2 separate regions of the Mus musculus genome follow, and region 1 is linked to region 2. Evidence: chromatin contacts called from public Hi-C data. All regions are on one chromosome and are shown on one strand. The core of a region is the stretch at or near the end of the contact, and the rest is flanking DNA. Distances in the headings are between cores, read along the strand shown. Region 1 overlaps Smg6 (Smg-6 homolog, nonsense mediated mRNA decay factor (C. elegans)). Region 2 overlaps Smg6 (Smg-6 homolog, nonsense mediated mRNA decay factor (C. elegans)).

Region 1 (5,099 bases), core at 1,575-4,074, 79 kb after region 2:
TGGAGTTACAGGCGGTTATGAGCTGCCATGTGCATGCTGGGAACTAAACCTGGATCCTCAGCAAATAACAAGTGCTCTTAACCAATTGTGCCATCTTTACAGCCCTTCATTGTTTTTATTTTATTTATTTTGCCTGCAGTGCATGTTTGTGCACCACATGCATGACAAAGTCTCTCTATGAAGTTCTGGCTGTGCTGGAACTTGATATATAGAACAAGCGAATCTCTAACTCACAGGGATCTATCCTACCTCTGCTTTCCCACTGCAGGGATTTAAGGTGTGCACCACCATGCCAAGCCCCTTACTAGCCTCTTTAAAAATATTTTTATTATAGTTACTTCTTAAGTTTCTTATTACTATGATATATATATTAAATGTTATATATATATATATAGTATATTATTTATATATACATATGTAGTTTATTATGACATTTGCATACATGTATACAGTGTACCCTTATCATCTTCACCCTGTTTCCTTTTCTTTTTCTTTTTTTTGGGGGGGTTATATATCTATTATATGTAATTACACTGTAGCTGTCTTCAGACACCCCAGAAGACGGCATCAGATCTCATTACAGATGGTTGTGAGCCACCATGTGGTTGCTGGGAATTGAACTCAGGACCTTCTGAAGAGCAGTCAGTGCTCTTAACTGCTGAGCCATCTCTCCAGCACCTGTTACCTTTTCTTGTTCCTTCCCGTTCATGCTGATCCTCTTTCTCTTTCCAGTTGTTTTTCAGAGACAGGTCTCACCCCTGGCTGACCTGGAAAACTCTCTGTAGACCAAGCTGGCCTGAAGCATAAGAGCTAGATTTAAAGTGTGTGCCATCACATGTGGCATCATGTTCTGGCAAGGACATTGCTATTTTGTTTTATTTTATTTTGTTTTTTTAATGATACTATGAATTTGGTTGGGGTTGATGATTGGAGAATAAATGAGACATTATGTACAGGAACATGGGCACCTTAACCACTGAGAAAAACATCTCACCCCTTCCTCTTCCTCTCCCTCCTCCTCCTCCCCCTTCTTCTCATTCTCTGCTCCTCCTCCTGCCTCTCCTCCTTTTCTTTCCCCTCCTCCTCCTCCTTCTCCTCCTCCTCCTTTTGTGCTCCTTCTCCTGTCCCTCTTCCTCCTCCTCTTGTCCTCCTCCTCCTCTTCCTCTACCTCTTCGTCCCTTCTCTCTAATCCTTTCTTCTTTTTTTTTTTTTTTTGTTAGTTTGTTTTGTTTTTAGTTTTTCGAGACATGGTTTCTCTGTGTAGCCCTGGTTGTCCTGGAACTCACTGTGTAGACCAGGGTGGATCCAAACTCACAAAGATCCTCCTTCCTTTGCCTCCTGAGTGCTAGGATTAAAGGTGTGAGCCATCTTAGCATGTGCTCACATATCTTCTTGACCAATCCTGTGAAGCAGAACTTTCTGTGGCAATGGAATTGTTCTATTCCTACATCATCCCATATAGCAGCCATTAATAATCTGTAACACTGAGTACTAGAAATATGGCTAATACAACAGAGAAACAAAAACAATTTCTAGTATTGCCATTCTAGATAATTCTCTTACTCTGATTCCCATCTTCTCGGTATCTCTATTTTTCATAGTATGCCACCCAGTACCATCAGGGTCAGCTACCTGTGAGAACTTGTTCTGTTTTAGACTCTATCACACCCCTCCAAATCAGAAAATTTTGGGCTCATAACCCAGCAATCTAGTTTGACAAACTTATCTGTTGATTCCCATGTCCTGACACTTGAAAGCCAGTTCTTAGTCTTCAAGCCTTCTGTTAAAAGTCATACTCAGGCATGAAATGATATGATGAGTTTTACCAGAAGTTATTTGCTAACACACTAACTGCATATTTTAAAACAACAACAGTATGATTATAGAGGACTTTCAAAAATAAAGTGCCAGGACCAGTGAGATGACGTAGCAGGTAAAGGCCTTACCAACAAGCCTTAGGACGTGAACTTGATCACCAGGACCCACGTGATTGAAGGAAAGAACCTTCTCATACAAGTTGTCCCCATCTCCTTGGATGCTTGGCACATATGCATACACACTCAGATAGATGATTGATTGGTTGATGATTGATTGATTGATTGATTGATTGATAGATGATTGATACAGACAGATGAGAGATACACATATATACATAGATGATAGATAGATAGATAGACAGACAGACAAGACAGACAGACAAGACAGACAGACACAGATAGATAGATGAGAGATAAGCAGACAGATTAGAAATAGACAGACAAATAAAGGATAAATAAATAGACAGACAGACAGCTATAGTTAAAAAACACAACAATGGGACTGGAGAGATGGCTTAGCAGTTAAGAGCACTGACTGTTCTTCCTGAGGTCCTGAGTTCGATTCCCAGCAACCACATGGTGGCTCACAACCATCTGTAATGTGATCTGATGTCCTCTTCTGGTGTGTCTGAAGACAGCTACAGTGACAGTGTACTCACATATGTAGAATAAATAAATCTTTAAAAAAAAAAAAACCAACACAGTGATGGGAACTATTCCACTAAATGTCAAGCATAGCCCTACAGTGTTTGAATTAGAGCCGAGGGTTTGATGCCCACTGTGGTGTACTTCCCATATATCAGGATGTTTGTGAAATAAGCTGCTCTGGCTTTTTTGTCGATTGGTTTGTTTGCTGGCTTTGTATCTCCCAGAAGAGAAAAATCTGCTTCTTTGGCGTGTGTTTCACCCTATCCTTTTTTGAGGAGGAGGTACCCTACCTTTTCTTTCACTACTTCATTTTACTAGGGTGCATCTTTCATCACACTCAACGAGTGCCTTGAGAATACTTCCTCCTTTTTAGGGTTTAGCAGACTTCACATGTGTAGCTATCTTCTTTTAATATGATTTCTGTCCTCTTCTGCTTGAAACCTAGAAGAGAAGTTGGCTTGCTGTCTCACTGGCCGTGAGCCAGATGTCATAACTTCAGGCAGTGCCACGCTGCATATCTCCAGCAGTTTGAAATGGAGAACAGAGTTAGAGATAAGATCAGCAGCTTTAGGTGATGGCATTGTTTCAAATAAACCATGCATGACCCAAAGCTTCCACTTCAAATGGGGAATGAAATTGCTTCATCCTTTGACAGCTTGCTCCATGAAAGAAATTTATCTTCACTTAATTGCTTTAGATCCCAGAAGGCTACATAGAGTAATTTCTAGGAGATAATTATTTCAAATTTTGAAAATATGTGTCTGTGGACGTGAATTTGCAACTGCCGTGGAGAGGCTGGAGGGTACCAAAGGTCTTACTGAACTTGCTCATAGGCTTCCGTTCTCATTCTGGGAATCCCCTGGAGTCCTAGACCACTTACTCTCGGAATTTGATGGGCCAGTGGTACAGCCCTGTGTGGCTAGGGTTAAAGCATCTGGTCTACTACTCTTGTAGTCGGGTAGCCTTTTGCTCAGACTCCTGAAGTAGGGAGGGGTGAAGCTGGCTGGCTGGCTTCCGGCTGCATGTCTTCATCTAGTCTGACTGGGCACAGATTGCCTGTACTGTGGGCCAGAGCCACTGGGGGTTCCAGTCAGTGGCAGCTGAAAACCAGCAAACTTGTTGATTTTAAAACATGACTATTTAGATGTCAGGGATAAACTTCCTGTAGATGGGAACAAGTTCCCTAATCTAGGCATGTCTGACTTTCTAGTTCTTGTCTCCTTGGCCTTTATATTTAAAACATCTAAGCTTCCATTCTGATTTTATTCATCTCAGCCACTGCCAGCCTTTAATTAGTCTCTTCTGAAAGTCCATCTTTTTTATTCTGTACCTCCTGCATTTACCTGTTGTGTCCCAAGATCTTTACAAGAGTGAACAGAGACCCTGAGACTTGGAATTGACATCCTGAGTGTCTGGTGTTACAGGTTGTTCATTAGGCATGTGAGTGAGAAACAGTGAGGTGCGGCTGAGTGACACGATTTACAGACATTCCAAAAGAAAGACACTGGAGAGCTGACTTAGGGACAAGGGATTTTTGTATTCTCCTTAAAAATCAGTGAATACCTAAGCCAGTGTGTAGTGGGACTGTACCAAAATTCATCACTGTGTTCAGATACCAGCAGAGACTCTGTAAAGCTTAATTAAGACTTACATTTTCTACTAGAGTCTATCTGAATTGAATCCTTGGAATTTTAAACTCACAGGGGTCATTCTTTTTTTTTTTTAAAGATTTATTTATTTATTATATGTGAGTACACTGTAGCTGTCTTCAGACACTCCAGAAGAGGGGGTCAGATCTCCTTATGGATGGTTGTGAGCCACCATGTGGTTGCTGGGATTTGAACTCCAGACCTTCGGAAGAGCATTCGGGTGCTCTTACCCACTGAGCCATCTCTCCAGCCCACAGGGGTCATTCTTTAAGGTGTTCTTTAGCCCTTCCTTTTCAATCAGGGTTGGTCACAGGCCATGGCACAGTCAGGAGGGAGTGTTGCCTTTTCTTTCAAACTCTTACCCAAGAAACTCAACAGCTATACTGAGTGAGTCTTATTTACATTTAAAAAGGTTATACTAATGTGTCTTTGAGGGAAATCTGCAGCAAGTGCTGTCACATCATTTTTTGGAGTCACGTCATTTGAAGGAATCACTTTTGCTCCCGAGAGCATCTAAAAGATAGTCTAGAGAGCAGTCAGGCCAGGGTATTTATCCTTTGAGCAAGAAAACATTTCTGTTCTCACCACTTCTGTGACCTCATCTGAAGTAGTTTTTATCTTGCCCACCAGTCTGTCAGTCTAAGAGTAGAAAACTAAAAGAAGTTGCCCAGCCAAGAATTATAGCATATCCCATTAATTCCAGTACTTGGAAGGTGGAAGCAAGATCATCAGTTCAAGGCCAGCCTCAAGGCTTTATGAGATCCTGTCTTAAAAAGCCAGAGTGCTGGGGGTGGTGTTTAATGGCCACTCCTGAGTTAAATACACAGATTCTAATTCAGTGTCTGGAGTTGTCCAGCATATGAAACTGAGCCACTAGTGAGAGATGTCCATCTTGTGTACTTCCTGAGATTTGGCTGAGAAGTAACAGCTCTTTCCTAGGATGCAAATTACCTTCATCATAAGCCTAACTTACCTTGTTAGTGGG
Region 2 (4,930 bases), core at 2,085-4,584:
TTTATGGGGTGGATCCTCAAGTAGGGCAGTCTCTGGATGGTCATTCCATCAGTCTCTGCAACTCCCTCCATGGGTATTTTGTTCCCCATTCTAAGAAGGAACAAAGTATCCACACTTTGGTCTTCCTTCTTCTTGATTTTCTTGTGTTTTGCAAATTGTATCTTGGGTACTCTGAGCTTCTGGGCTAATATCCACTTATTAGTGAGTGCATATCATGTGTGTTCTTTTGTGATTGGGTTACCTCACTCAGGATGATATCCTCCAGATCCATCCATTTGCCTAAGAATTTCATAAATTCATTGTTTTTAATAGCAGAGTAGTACTCCATTGTGTAAATGTACCACATTTTCTGTATCCATTCTTCTGTTGAGGGTTATGGTGTTTTTCTAATGTAGGCCTTCATATATTTGTTGCAACAGAATATAGGAAAACATAACCTTTCTTTAAGTCAGAACTTTTGTTAGTTTCTAGTTCATAGCAAAATTGAATACAAGATATAGAAACTTCTCATATTATCCATTTTCCCTTTCTACAATCTCCTCTACTATTAAACACCCACACCAAAGATTATGTGTAGTCACTTTTAGTAAGCATGGCACCTCAAATGTGTAGTTTACATTTTTATTCACTTATGTACATTTTATGTTAGTTTTCATTTGGGTCTTGACATATATACAGTGACATATATCTATTATTACCATGGCTATGAGTTTGTTTTGCTATCCTTAAAAATCCTCATATACTGTCTTAGCATCTATTTCTTTATTTTGACTCCTAGGCTACCACTAATCTTTTTACCATATATCTCTCTATCATTTCCATATTGTCATATAGTTGGAATCATGGACTATTCCACCCTTTCATGCTGCCTTCTTTCAGTTGCTGATATGCCCTCATGTTTGGTTTGGTTTGGTTTGAGACAGGGTCTCACTATGTAGTCTTGGTCAGCCTGGAACTCTCTTGTGTAAACCAGCGTGGTCTTAAAGTCATAGACTGCCTGTCTCTGTCTCTTGAGTGCTGGAATTAAATTTGTGAACCACCATATTTGGCTATGTAATTGTTTTGCTTGCTTATACTGTGTGTGTACCTAAGTGTCTATAGAAATCAAAAGAGGGTTATTGTATCCCCTAGATCCCCCATGTTGGATCTGGGAACCAAACCTGGGTCCCCTGCAAGAGGATCAAGTACTCTTAACCACTGAGCATTCTCTTCAGCCCATGATGAAGATTCTGTTGTCTGGCTATCCTATACTTTATTAATTTACATTACTGGAATGCATTTTGATTGTTTCCAAGTACTAGCCGGTCTAAGTATGATTGTTTAAAACATCTCTATATAGGTGATTATTGCAGACTTAAGTTTTTTGCTATTTGATTGAATATTTGGCAACCTGATAGCTGGTCCATATATTTAGAGTACCTTAGTTTTTTATTTTGGGCTCTTTTTAGAGTGGTGTGTGTGTGTGTGTGTGTGTGTGTGTGTGTGTGTGTGTGTGTGTGTGTCTAGCTGTAGCATACACTTGGAGAGGCTAGAATGATCAGTGGGTATGTATGCTCCTTTGTGACTGACTCACTACCCTGAGATGGGATCTTCAGCGAATGAGAAGCTCTCCATTTTTGCAAGAGCTCAGATTGTCCCTACCCCTGAATGCTGGGTTACAGGCATGACAGCTTTGTCCAGTGATGTATGTAGTTGCTGGAGATTTGAACTGAGGTCCTCGTGCTTGCATCGTAAGAGGTCTTGCCTACTGAGTCATCTACCTCCCCACTCTAGTTTTGTTGAGACACTGTCTCACTGTAGTTCAGGCTGGCCTTGAAAATCTGATCCCCTGCTTCAGCAGTCTCGAGTGCTGGGATTACAGACACATAATTGCCATCCCCAGCAGATACTACATTTTGTAAGAAACTACAAAGCTGTCTTCAAACCTGTCTTATTGTAAATTGCATTTTGTTGACTATTAGGAAGAATGACATTTTCCCCCAAGTTTTATTAGCCATTAAAGGTTCTCTATATAGCCTTATCTATAGCCTTGTAGACCTTACATCGGTTTACTTGAGCAGACAGTAAGTATAACAAGAGCTTGCTATACTCATTGGTTGGTTTTCATTTATTAGTATGGGGGAGTGTGTGACATTGATGTACAGGTGGGGGGACAACTTTGGAGGGGATTCTGTCCTCCCACTTTCATGTGGGCTCTGGGAATTGGTTGGTTTTCATATATTATTATGGGGGAGTGTGTGACATTGATGTACAGGGGTCAGGCTTGCATCACAAGAACCTTTATCCTCTGAGCCATCTTTGCTGACCTCATATTGGTAATTTCTTGTTTGTATTTGCATTTTTAAAATTATTTACTCCTACCTCCAGCATGATTACAGAGACAGATGAACTGAAGTGGTGAGGGAGTGAAGAAAAGATAGACATATAGACACATGTACAGGAAAGCTGGGGTAAGGTGGTCCTGGGTATTTCTGATGGAGAAATCACAGCACCCAGAAGTTATCGTGCATATATAGATTTGAATGGGGAGGTTGGGTTATTATGTACAGCTGAACAAGGCCATTACACAGAGATAAACCAGGAGGCAGGGTTTACGGTATACAAATAGATCAAGGAGACATGATTAGCCAATCTTGGTAGGAACAGGTATCTTTGTAGGTAGGGGAGCAGTCATCAATCAGGCTGTAAACATCACAGGAAGGGAGCTCTGGTGAACAGTTTCTGCAGCTGATATAAGTATCCACATTCAGACCCCTGAGGAAGGCTTTGCTATTTCCCTCTGACCTTCACCTTCAGCTCCTGCCCTTGGGAGTGGGGGAATTTACCATATTCTAATTAGTCTGAGGTCTTTGACATAGCCAGTTTATGTCAACAATACAACATTCTTAGGGTTTCTTCTACTCTCCACAATTTATTTATTTATTTATTTATTTATTTGTGTGTGAATATATATGCATGTGTGGAAACCAGAAGATACTGGATCTTCAGAGGTGGAGTTACCGTAGTTTTTGGGTCACCTGGTTTGTTATGTAGTGTTGGGCTCTGAGATCCAGTCTCATGATTCCCAGTGCTCTTTAACCCAGTCTGATCTGTTGGGGGGACTGGAGCAGATCTTGCCTTGGTGATATCTGTTCTCAGCATTTTGACCTTCTTCTTGTCCCCTAAAGACAGCAGTGTGTTACTGAGAGAGGGAAATACGTCTGTGTGCTAGTCCTTTAAGAGAAAACCTAGCGGAAGTGATGTGCAGAGAACATCTGCACTTGGGGCTGAGTGGGGAAAGCGAGATGCGCTGCAGCTGGTGTAAGGCCCTGGCAGGCTGAGGCGCTGCTGTCTGTTGGGGTTTACTTCTGTCTACATTGAAACATGGCTTGGGAGGGGGTGGTGGCCTGCCGCCAGCCTCAGTTAGCCTGCCCTCCTCTTTCCTCCTCACCCACTTCCCCCAGCCTCCCCTCCCTCATGCTTTAAAGTCACATTTCCAGGCCAGACGTAGAATTAATCTCTGGGCACTTCACATTGCTGGCAGCTGAAAGCAGGATGTGGGATTTTTTTTTCTTTCTTTCTTTTTTTTTTCCTCTCTCTTTCTCTCTGTGTCTTGGCTGACTTTTTTACCTCTCGAAGAATTTGGAAGGCCGTGAGATTCCCCCCCCCCCCCCAAAGTACTGTGGAGTTTTTCAGCTTGCTGATCACCCTGCTGCGGCTTCACCCTAATAGACTTCATATGTTGATGCAGTTGACATCAGTATCAAACTATTTTACATGTGATCTGGTGTATTTCCTGAGGAAATCTGCAAGATATTTATTAAGAACTAATAAAATAAACCTCTCCATGAGTTTTTAGGTAGTTTTCAATTTTTCATGTCGCTCTCGTTTCCTCTTATCAATGAGTTGCTATTTTCTCTCTCTACTCTGACCATTGCAAAAGGAAACAAAAATAAATGTTTTAAACTGTTCCTGAAGGGACAGGAGAGAATAGTTCTGCCATGATGTATCAGCTAGGGCTGTATTTTTAGTGCAGCATTGTAGAAACTAAAAATATCCTGTTATAGTGGATCCTTTTTATAGGTCTCTTTTGCTCTGTCTCGTTCTCTGTGTGTGTGTGTATGTGTGTGTTTATAATGTTGTAAGCACAAGTGCCTTTGTGCATCAGCAGCCGCTCTTCTCATTACAGCTGGACTCCATTAGTCCTTGAAAATTAATGTAATCCTAGTTAAGAAAAAAATTAATTACTCTACCAGAGCTGTGTTTCATCCAAAGCTAGTGTTAGCTCCCTAGCTGGCAGCTTAGTTTGAGAGGCTCCAGGGACCCATGGAGTTGTGGCTTTGGTATCATAGCATTTGCTGCTGTGTTTTTCCTGTTGAGAGCATTCCTCACTTCTTAAGGGTTACACATGTGGCATGCAGAGTGACTGCAGACCCCTCTGCCTCTGTGAATTACTGTTCCCGTCTGGTCATCCCCAGAAGGAATGTCCACCACAGGCTTAACTCACCTGCCTCTGCTGGTTTTCTTCCTGGGTTTCTTTATGACAGAGTTGTTTTCTCATGTGCCCTGCAGAAGAAAAAAACCTTTGTGAAAGTCTTAAGAGGTGGGCAAAATCTGCCAAGGAGAAGTCTGTGTGGATGATTAAGAATGACAGTCACAGGCTGAAGAAGTGGCTCAGTGGTGGATCAATTGCCTAGTATGCCTGAGGCCCTAGGTTCAGTCGCGCGCGCGCGTGCGTGCGTGCGTGTGTGTGTGTGTGTGTGTGTGTGTGTGTTTAAAGCAAAGTAAGGATGACAGTCATGATTTGTTAAAGGTTTGGGCAAGTTTGTTTAATGCATACCTTTTATTATAAATGAGCATGTTAGAGTTGACTGCCAGTTTCTAATCAGACTTCTTAGCACCAGCCCTGAGGAGGGATGGACTGGCTCATCCTGTGAGTAATATTTCCAGC

Evidence for each region. Hi-C and Micro-C count contacts between places; a contact is called where the count stands out from the background.
Region 1: a Hi-C map of uterus shows a contact between it and region 2, with 5 times the contacts expected there. The contact joins two enhancer-like sites. A contact is called at or near these places in 1 of 15 datasets of contacts at CTCF or cohesin (CD8 T cells), 4 of 484 Hi-C or Micro-C datasets (group 2 innate lymphoid cells, liver, nephron progenitors and 1 more) and 10 of 115 datasets of contacts at active chromatin or transcription factors (CD8 T cells, the HPC-7 cell line, double positive thymocytes and 6 more).

What each region holds. Positions count from the first base shown.
Region 1 is chr11:75,089,412-75,094,510 of GRCm38.p6, forward strand. All of the region lies in intron 13 of Smg6 (Smg-6 homolog, nonsense mediated mRNA decay factor (C. elegans)), which reads left to right. Among named protein-coding and RNA genes, the nearest start is that of Gm51907, 40 kb to the right of the region's middle. Within about 2 kb of position 2,825, at least 49 of the 459 cell types and tissues checked have an H3K27ac peak or open chromatin away from gene starts, as enhancers often do. A contact at or near this core is called in the HPC-7 cell line, heart atrium and uterus, where this site is marked.
Region 2 is chr11:75,009,822-75,014,751 of GRCm38.p6, forward strand. All of the region lies in intron 10 of Smg6 (Smg-6 homolog, nonsense mediated mRNA decay factor (C. elegans)), which reads left to right. Among named protein-coding and RNA genes, the nearest start is that of Srr, 86 kb to the left of the region's middle. Within about 2 kb of position 3,335, at least 205 of the 459 cell types and tissues checked have an H3K27ac peak or open chromatin away from gene starts, as enhancers often do. A contact at or near this core is called in the HPC-7 cell line, heart atrium and uterus, where this site is marked.